2 separate regions of the Bos taurus genome follow, and region 2 is linked to region 1. The links are chromatin contacts, called in public Hi-C maps. All regions are on one chromosome and are shown on one strand. The core of a region is the stretch at or near the end of the contact, and the rest is flanking DNA. Distances in the headings are between cores, read along the strand shown. Region 1 overlaps SCAP (SREBF chaperone). Region 2 overlaps SCAP (SREBF chaperone).

Region 1 (4,774 bases), core at 1,634-4,133:
AAGTATTAAAAGTCACTATAGCTACAATAATTTCTACATGAATATACAATATAAAAAGATGTAAAGTGTGATATCAAAAACATAAAGTGGAAGAAGAGAGAAAAGCACGGAATTTTTATATGCTATCAAAGTTAAGTTATTAGCTTAAAATTGATTCTTATAACTGTAAGGTGTTTTTTATAACCCTCACAAAAATCACAAAACAGAAAACTAGAGCAGACAGATAAAAGATCAAGATCAAAACATGCCACTAAGGATTCTCCAAAATATACAAGCAGTTCAGGCAGCTCAATATCTGAAAAACAAACCCAATTAAAAAATGGGCAGCAGACCTAAACAGACATTTCTCCAAAGAAGACATACAGAAGGCCATCAAACACATGAAAAAATGTTCAACACCACTCATTATTAGAGAAATGCAAATCAAAACTACAATGAGGTATCACCTCACACTAGTAAAAATGGCCATTATCAAAAAATCTATAAACAATAAATGCAGGAAAGAATGTAGAGAAAAGGGAGCGCTCTTGCACAGTTGGTACGAATGTAAACGGACATAGCCACTAGGGAGAACAGTGTGGAGATTTATTTAAGAAAAAAAATAAATAAATAAAACTACCATAGGACCCAGTAACCCCACTCCTAGGCATATATCCTGAGAAAACCATACCTGAAAAAGACATATGTACCCCAATGCTCAGTGCAGCACTATTTACAACAGCCAGAACACAGAAGAAACCTAGATGTCCACTGAAAAATGAATGGATAAGGAAGTTGAATGGATAAGGAAGTTGTGCTATATATATACAATGGAATATTACTCAGCCATAAAAAGGAACAAAATAAACAAAAAGGAATAAATCTGAGTCAGTTTCAGTGAGGTGGATGAACCTAGACCCTGTTATAAAGAGTGAAGTAAGTCAGAGAAAAACAAATATGGTATAACAATGCATATACACAGAATCTGGAAAAATGGTGCTGATGAACCTATTAGCAGGGCAGCAATAGACGCAGAGAGAACAGACTGTGGACACAGAGGGGGAAGGAGGCGGGCCAAACTGAGAAAGCAGCGCTGACACATGCACATTACCACGTGTAGACAGAAGCTAGGGGGACGTTGCTGATAACACGGGGAGCTCAGCAGTGCTCTGTGGCAGCCTAGAGGGGTGGGATGGGGGGCTGGGAGGGAAGCTCAAGACGGAGGGGGCGTGTGTATACTTATGGCTGAGTCACATTGTTTTACGGCAGAAACCAACACAACATTGTAAAGAAATTACTCTCCAATTAATAAAAACAAACAAACAAAATTGTTAAAATACAACTCTTTGCTTTACATTGGAGGCTGATTAGATGGGTTTTATTTTTTGTTTTTTTTTTGTGGGAGGTGATAGATATGTATATTATCTTGATTGCAGTGATAGTTTCGGGATGTGTATGTATATATATATATGTTAAATTCATCAAATTGTACTTTAAATATTATGCAATTTACTGTATGACAATTTTACCTCAATTAAGGCACTAAAAATACTTTTAAAAAACTATACCACTAAGGAAAATTATCAATTAAAAAAATGATATCAAGAGGAAGAAAGGAACAAAGGAACTACAAAACAGTCAGAACATAAAAAGATACAACCAGCTGAGCTAACGAAAAGACCTAGTAAATCTTTACCTATCAATAATTACTTTAAATTTTAAATCTTTAAATCATCCATCTATTCAAAAGGCGTAGAGTAGCTGAATGGATTTAAAAAAAAAATAGACCGAACTATATGCTTCCCACAAGAGACTCAATTTAGCTTTTTTTTTCCATCATCAAGGAGAAACTTTATTAGCACAGGTAACCAGATGACATTTTATATGTTTATATCTATCTATCTATAAATATATTTATATCTATTCAAAGAGACTCAGTTTAGCTTTAAGGACACAAAAAGACTCAAAGTAAAGGGATGGAAAAAGATATTTCATGCAAATGAAAGCAGAAATGGCTATACTTACATCAGATAAAAACTTAACAAGAGGGCTTCACTGCAGGCTCACTGGTAAAGAATCTGCCTGGTAAGGCAGGAGACATGGGTTGAATCCCTGACCCAGGAAGATCCCACATGTCACAGAGCAACTAAGCCCATGAGCCACAACTACCAAGAGTGAGCTCCAGGGCCCATGCTCTGCAACCAAAGAACCACCTCAGGGAGAAGACCATGCGCCACGACAAGCGCACAGCCCCCGCTCACCACAACCAGAGAAAAGCATGTGCAGCAACGGAGACCCAGCGCAGCCAAAGATAAACGAAAACAAAACAAACAAAAATACTTTTTAAAGCTGGACAAGAGACAAAAAAGGTCACTATATAATGAAAACAAAGTCAATTCATCAGAGGATGTAACACTTGCAAATACACACGCACCCAGTATCAGAGCACCTAAATATGTTAAACAAATACTAACAGATCTGACGGGAGAAAAAGACAATACAGTAACAGTAGGGGACCTCTATACCCCACTGTCAACAAAACAGAGACTGTCCAAACAGAAAATCAGTAAGGAAGCATTTGAATTTGAACTAAACTCCAGAACAAATGGACCCATCAGACATACATGGCACAAACTATTTCATGCAAACAGCACCAGAACACACATTCTTCTCAAGCGCACACGGAACATTCTTCAGGATAGATCCTGAGTTAGGCCAGAAAACAAGTCTTAGAAAATGTATTAAGAATGAGGGAGGGCCTTCCCTGGTGGTCCAGTAGAGAATTCGCTTTGCAATACAGGCGATACAGGTTTGATCCCTGGTCAGGGAACTCACACCCCACACGCCAAGGAGCAACTGAGCCCGTGCGCTGCGACCACTGAGCCTGCGCCACCACGAGGCAGAGGCTGGCGCTGCAACGCAAGGCCCTGCAGAAGCAGCTAAGGCGGACACGGCCAAGACAGCAACACTTAAACAAGGAAGCATCCTTCTGACCACAATAGTGTGAAACTAGGAATCAGTAACAGGAGGAAAAATGGAAATTTCACAAATGTGGAGACTAAGCAACAAACTCTTGAAGAACCAATAGATTAGAGAAGAAATCAAAAGATAATCTAAAAAATTTTAAAAATCATGATACAAAAATGGAAACACAACATACCAGAACTTATGGAATGCAGCAAAAGTAGTTTTAGGAGGAAAGTTTATAATAATAAAGGTCTATGCTTAGAAAAAAGAACTATCTCAAATAGACAACCTAACTTTACACCTCAAGAACCAGAAAAAGAAGAAACTAAGCCTTCTACTTAGAAGGAAGGAAATAACAAAGATCAGAGTGGAAACAGTCTAAAAAGACAACAGAAAAGATGAATGAAACCAAAAGCTCGTTTTCTTGAAAAGACAAAACTGACACACCTTTAGCTAGACTCACCAAAAGAGAGGATTCAATCAGAAATGAAAGCAGATGATATCACAGAAATATAGAGGATCATAGGTCCAGTACTTTGGCCACCTCATGCGAAGAGTTGACTCATTGGAAAAGACTCTGATGCTGGGAGGGATTGGGGGCAGGACGAGAAGGGGACGACAGAGGATGAGATGGCTGGATGGCATCACTGACTCGATGGACGTGAGTCTGGGTGAACTCCGGGAGTTGGTGATGGACAGGGAGGCCTGGTGTGCTGCGATTCATGGGGTCACAAAGAGTCGGACATTACTGAGCAACTGAATTGAACTGAACTGAGAGACTTCTATGAAAAATTAGATGCCAATAAAATTGACAACCAAAAAGAAATGAATAGAATCTTAGAAATATACGACCAATAAGACTAAATCAAGAATAGAAAATCTGAACAGGCTGATTACTAGTGAGAAGACAGAACGTTTCAGTCACTCAGTTGTGTCCAACTCTTTGTGACTTCGTGGACTGTAGTCCACCAGGCTCCTCTGTCCACAGAATTCTCTGGCACAAATACTGCAGCTGGGTAGTTCCAGCTTCCGGTTCAAGATGACAGAGCAGAAGGACATGCACTCATCTTCTGCCAGAGCACCAAAATCTCAACTAGCTGTTGAACAACTATCGACTGGCAGCACCCACCATCCTGATATCCAACATCCAAAGACAAAGAAGAAGCCACAGTGAGATGGAAGGAGGGTTGCAATCATGATAAAATCAAATTCCGTAACTGCCAGGTGGGCGACCCACAAACTGGAGAACAATAAATCAAAGAAGTTCTCCACAGTTATGAAGGTTCTGAACCCCACATCAGGCTTCCCAGCCTGCGGATCCAACAAAGGGAACTGGGAGTCCCCAGGGAATCTGATCTTGAAGGCCAGCGGGATTCGATTATAGGACTTCCACAGGGCTGAGGGAAACAGAGACTCCAGTCTTGGAGAGCACAAACAAAATCATGCACCGAGACCCACAGCAAAGGAGCAGTGACCCTACAGGTGACTGATCAAAACCACCTGCTAGTGTTGGAGGGTCTCCTGTGGAGGCGCAGGTCAGCAGGGGCTCCCCACAGGGACGGGGGCACTGGCAGTAACAGTCCTGGAAGATTCCCCTTGGAGTAAGCCCTCTTGGAGGTCACCATTAACCCTACCATAGAGCTTGCAGATCCCAGAGTTGGGTCACCTCAGGCCAAACAACTAACAGCAAGGGAGCGCAACCCCACCCATCAGCAGATAACTGGATTAGCTCACCAATGCAAAACCCAGTTTTTCCCCACAGCCAGTCCCTCCCATGTAGAAGGTTACTCAAGCCCTTTAGCCTCCTCCATCAGAAGGCAGACAGAAG
Region 2 (4,774 bases), core at 617-3,116, 47 kb before region 1:
CGTCACACATCAAGGTACATACCATCAACCTGATCTGCCACTGCTGATGGTGACCCCGAACACTGTGTCGAGAGCTATCTGTCAGGGTTTCCGCTGGAAAGCCACTCTCTCCTCCCCTCTCCACTTGGCACTCTCTGGAAGGAAGTCACTGTGCGCAGCCCACAATGAAGGAAGGGGATTAGATTCCACCTCTCTGAAGGCAGAGCGGCCACATAAATTCAGAATTTTTTGCTCAGATCTGTCTATTCTCCTCCACTTAGTTATTCAAGCACACGGACTCAGCTATGTATGTATTTTGCTGCAAAATGTATCTTTTTTTTCAGCACTGACCACTGGGAGCTCCTGGGGCTGGCTCCTGTGTGCTGTTGACAAAAGAACCCACATCTCCATGTGCTCTTCCCAATCACCGTGCGTCTCCTCCAGGGCAGTGAGGCTCCATGTGTCCCCACGATCATTCTGCCAGGCACACTGAAGACAAGGAATAAACGTGCTGAATAATAAAGGAATGGATGAGGAATGAAGGACCTCACAGCTTCCTGCTGTGAGCAGCAGGCGCTTGCGCTGTGCTGCCCAGGGCCTGCACTTCCTAATCTTCCTTTGGAAACAGTCTCTCACCCGCAGTGTGGTGATGAAGCCAACCAGCAAAGCACCTCCCTGCTCACAGGGTCTTGGGTGGGAGCAGGTAGGTAATCCCATGCAGAGCCAAGCGGGCACCCACAGGGCTGAATCTGCTGTAGCCCCCATTAGGGAGAGGACAGTGAGCTGACCCGGAGCGGGTACAGTTGAGGGATGGACTCCTTCTGAGGCCTAACCCATGCTGTCGGTTAGTAAGTCCTGCCTGTGGGTGAGCTCTATGACCCCAAAATGCCCTTCTCACTTCCCCAGGTTTGGGCTGAGTTTTCTGTTCCTTATACTTAAAGCAATCCTTACAAGTTCTGCATTGCTGACCTTTACTGTTACAACAGTCAATTCTGGTGAGGTAACTGACCACAGAGAGGCCTGACACCAGGTGACTGAGCCAGGGCCTGCATTTCTTTCTCAACCTTTCAGGGGCTGCAGACCCCAGTGAGAAAGAGAAACCCTCAAGCTATTTTGTACCCCCACACTATCATCATCCCAGGCCAAAAGAGGACATCAAGAAGTGGAAAGGGCTCACAAACAAGTGAACCCCTGACCTTGGATAGACCCCTAGCTGTACCATCAGGCCCACTGAACTCTACTAGTCACAAAACACTCACAAACGCAGACTACCCCATTGTGAGCAGGAACCATCAACTCCATTATGTGGTAAAACCCCATCAAGAGGTTAATGGAGGGACTTTCCTCCTGGTCCAGTGGTTACGAATTCTACTTCCAATGCAGGGGACGCAGTTTCGATCCCTGGTTGAGGAACTAAGACCCCACATGCTGCTGGGCAACTGAGCCCGTGCACCTCTACTAGAGAGAACCTCGCATGCTGCAATAAAGACCCAGTGGAGCCATAAATAAATACTTTTCTTTTTTAAGAGAGAGTAAAAGAGACAAAAGGCTTGATCCCACAATGAGCAAAGTGTCAAGCTGAGACATGAAGCTATGAACTGGTTTCCGCCTCATCAGCTCACCCTAACCTTCGTGGCTGAGTACCACTGAGCCTGTGTTCTCTACTTCCTCCTGAAACCATGTGTAGTCATAACACACACCTATCTAACCAGATCTCTACTTTAGCAATATTAGAGCAAAGCTGACATCAAGTTACCTGGCTGCTACATTACCCAGAAAGGCAACAGGAAGGAATGTGCAATCACTGGCACAGAGAGGGTGGAGAAGAGGAGCAGTGTGCCCTGAGCTGGGCTCTGCTCCTCAACAACAGACTCAGCAAGCCCAGCACCAACCCATGGGACCAGGGCCCAGCACGTGAGGGAAGAACGTGTCATCCACAGCTGGCAGGTACAAGCCAGCAGGACGAGCTTATCATTTCCTGTAAGGTTTCCAAATAATGAGTCCAGAGTTCCCTCGGGTTACATCCCGCAGCCCAGTCCCTCACCTGGAGGTTTTGCATTCCTGTAGGTTTTCTTCCTGTTTTGCATTCATGCTCAGCTCAGAGACAGCTGGCTGAGGACAGCACGATTCAAAAGTAGCAGCTGGCTTCAGGTCAGGAGATCTGGAGTTCTAACCCAGTGCTGACCCCATGACAAATGAACTGAAACTGAGGCACATTGCCATTCTCGGCTCAGTTCGCCCAACAGGCGAACAAGCAGAACCTGCACGCTTTACCTGACTGCACTGTGAGGATAAAACAGCACCTACCAGATTTGAAAAAGCTAAGCGCTCACTGCTAACATTAAATGGTGATGGGACTCGGAAGATAAAACATTCTCCAGGGATAGTCAGTGGTTCCCGCAACCACTTGGGCTCAAGGAGGAGAGGTCCGTTTGCCAGGGCACTGCCTGGCCCGAGTACCCACAGTATGGACCCAGACCCAGCCAGCCGGAGCTACAGCAACCACAACCCAGCTTTTCCAGGACAGTCACCTTCCTGCCATGCCATTTAGTGTTTCCTTTCAAAACAGGAATGTGTGACTGGATGTACTATTAAATGTAAGCTAAATATTTTCAGTGCCTTTATAAAGTGGTTCAAGTGTTAAGCATTCGCCCATCAGAAGGTGACCACCCTCACTCCACGTAGAACCCCTGCCACGGCCAATCCGTACCCAAAGCCCAGGGCGCTCCTCAGAACATGCTGAGCACCTACCCACTCTGGCTGCTCATTGGGCTCTCCAGGCTTGTGGTCAGAGGTCAGAGGTGGGGGCGAGTAATCTTTCACAGGAGTGGTGAATTCCACAGGTCCTGTTCCTGGCAAGGGCAGCTTCAGCAGTGGGTAGCTGGAATGGACAAAAAGGAGAGAAAAGTCAGGACATGATGGCAGGTAGAATCCATGCTGAGATAACAGTGACATGGAAATCACTGCAGCTGCACTCACCTCCTGTGCTAGGAGAACTGCACAAATGTACGAAACACCATTCATCAAACTTCAGGGCTACAAGGAAACGCAGGAGCCTCTAAATTAGAATTTTCAAGCTCCTTTTTGGTCACAGGAAACCCAATTCATAAACTACTTAATGAAATAGGTTACTGGCTGAAAATTTTTAGAAATATAATAAAGGCAAGATGCTAAACAAACTTCTGGTCATATTGGATACACGTAAGACAACAAGAAAAAACTGGGGAAGGACTTCCTTGGTGGCCTAGTAGTTAAGACTCCACGGGGGCACAGGTTCGATCCCTGGTCAGGGAAGTTCCACATGCCAGGCAGTGTGGCCAAAAAAGAAAAAAGAAAAGAAAAAAACCAGGGAACCAAAAATCCAGAAGGATCCTGATTCAGACTGCTGCAAAAACTGCTTCAGTTTAAAAGGACAGACCATAACATTTTGTGTAACACATTGAGGGTATGGTTTACACTAGACCAGGCTGAATAGAAAACAATGGATCCACCACTGGCAAAGGAAAAAGCTTGGACTAACATCAAAAAGTTGGCAAATGGATGTGCTTTTGTTTCTGACTTCATTTCTTCAAAACTTTTTTTTTTAGAATTTCCCTGGTGGGCCAATGATTAAGACTCCGAGCTTCCGGAGTCTGCAGTAAATGCAGGTTCAATCCCTGGTCGAGGAAGTTCTGCATGCCACACGTGGTCAAAAAAAAATTTTTTTTAACTGAGAATTAAGTTTTATGTAATACAACGCACGAATCTTAAGCATACAGTGAGTGCAATGAGTATTTACACATACATACACCTGTGTACCCACTATGTAGATCAAGCTACAAAATATTTTTAGAACCTTAGAAGGTGGCGTTATGCACTAGTGAAGGGCATCGTCTACCACAAACCGCTATCAGAATTTCTATAATCACAAATTAGCTCTGCTTGTTTCTTCTGGCATATAACTGAAATCACCCATTCCACTGCGTACTCCTTTGTGACTGGCTGTTTCAACTTACATCTACCGGATTCATCCACACTGGTGCATGCAGTTTCATATATACGCACTGTTTCATGCATACGCGCTATTCCACCAAATGAACATATTACAGTGCATTTATCTATTCTAGTGTTGAGGAACATCTGGCTGTTTCCAGCTGAAACTATTAAGAAGAGAAATAATGGAAATGTTTATGTATACACTCATTCTTATGTAAGCACTCATTTCTGTAAGGTATGTCCCTTGAACGAAATGGCTGGGTTGTGGAGCCTACACATGTTTAGCTTTGTGGATTACACCAGATTTCCAAAGTACTTATTTGAATTTGTATTCCCGCTGGCGGTGCGATGGGAGTTCCAACTGCTCCACCTCTTGATCTTGTCAGTCCAATTAATTGGAACCATTTAAAGGAGGAGGCGGAGAAGGCAATGGCACCCCACTCCAGTACTCTTGCTTGGAAAATCCCATGGACGGAGGAGCCTGGTAGGCTGCAGTCCATGGGGTCGCTAAGAGTTGGACACGACTGAGCGACTTCACTTTCACTTTTCACTTTCATGCATTGGAGAAAGAAATGGCAACCCACTCCAGTGTTCTTGCTTGGAGAATCCCAGGGACGGGGGAGCCTGGTGGGCTGCCGTCTATGGGGTCGTACAGAGTCGGACACGACTGAAGTGACTTAGCATAGCATAGCATAGCAAAGGAGGAGGTGCTGGTATAGCTCTGTGGTTTCAATATACAGCAAACAATGTATGCTTATCTTTCATATGCTTATTGGCCACCTGGACAATTTCCACGTATTTCCAATTTTCCTTCTTTTCT

Evidence for each region. A called contact is a pair of places that touch in the nucleus more often than the background predicts.
Region 2: a contact with region 1 is called in a Hi-C map of an unstated tissue, with 2.2 times the contacts expected there. The contact joins two enhancer-like sites.

The regions. Positions count from the first base shown.
Region 1 is chr22:52,187,925-52,192,698 of ARS-UCD2.0, reverse strand. All of the region lies in intron 2 of SCAP (SREBF chaperone), which reads right to left. Among named protein-coding and RNA genes, the nearest start is that of SCAP, 27 kb to the right of the region's middle. Within about 2 kb of position 2,883, at least 10 of the 102 cell types and tissues checked have an H3K27ac peak or open chromatin away from gene starts, as enhancers often do.
Region 2 is chr22:52,234,128-52,238,901 of ARS-UCD2.0, reverse strand. SCAP (SREBF chaperone) reads right to left here. Exons shown (of 24, transcript NM_001101889.1): 4 at 2,731-2,860. Among named protein-coding and RNA genes, the nearest start is that of PTPN23, 48 kb to the left of the region's middle. Within about 2 kb of position 1,866, at least 23 of the 102 cell types and tissues checked have an H3K27ac peak or open chromatin away from gene starts, as enhancers often do.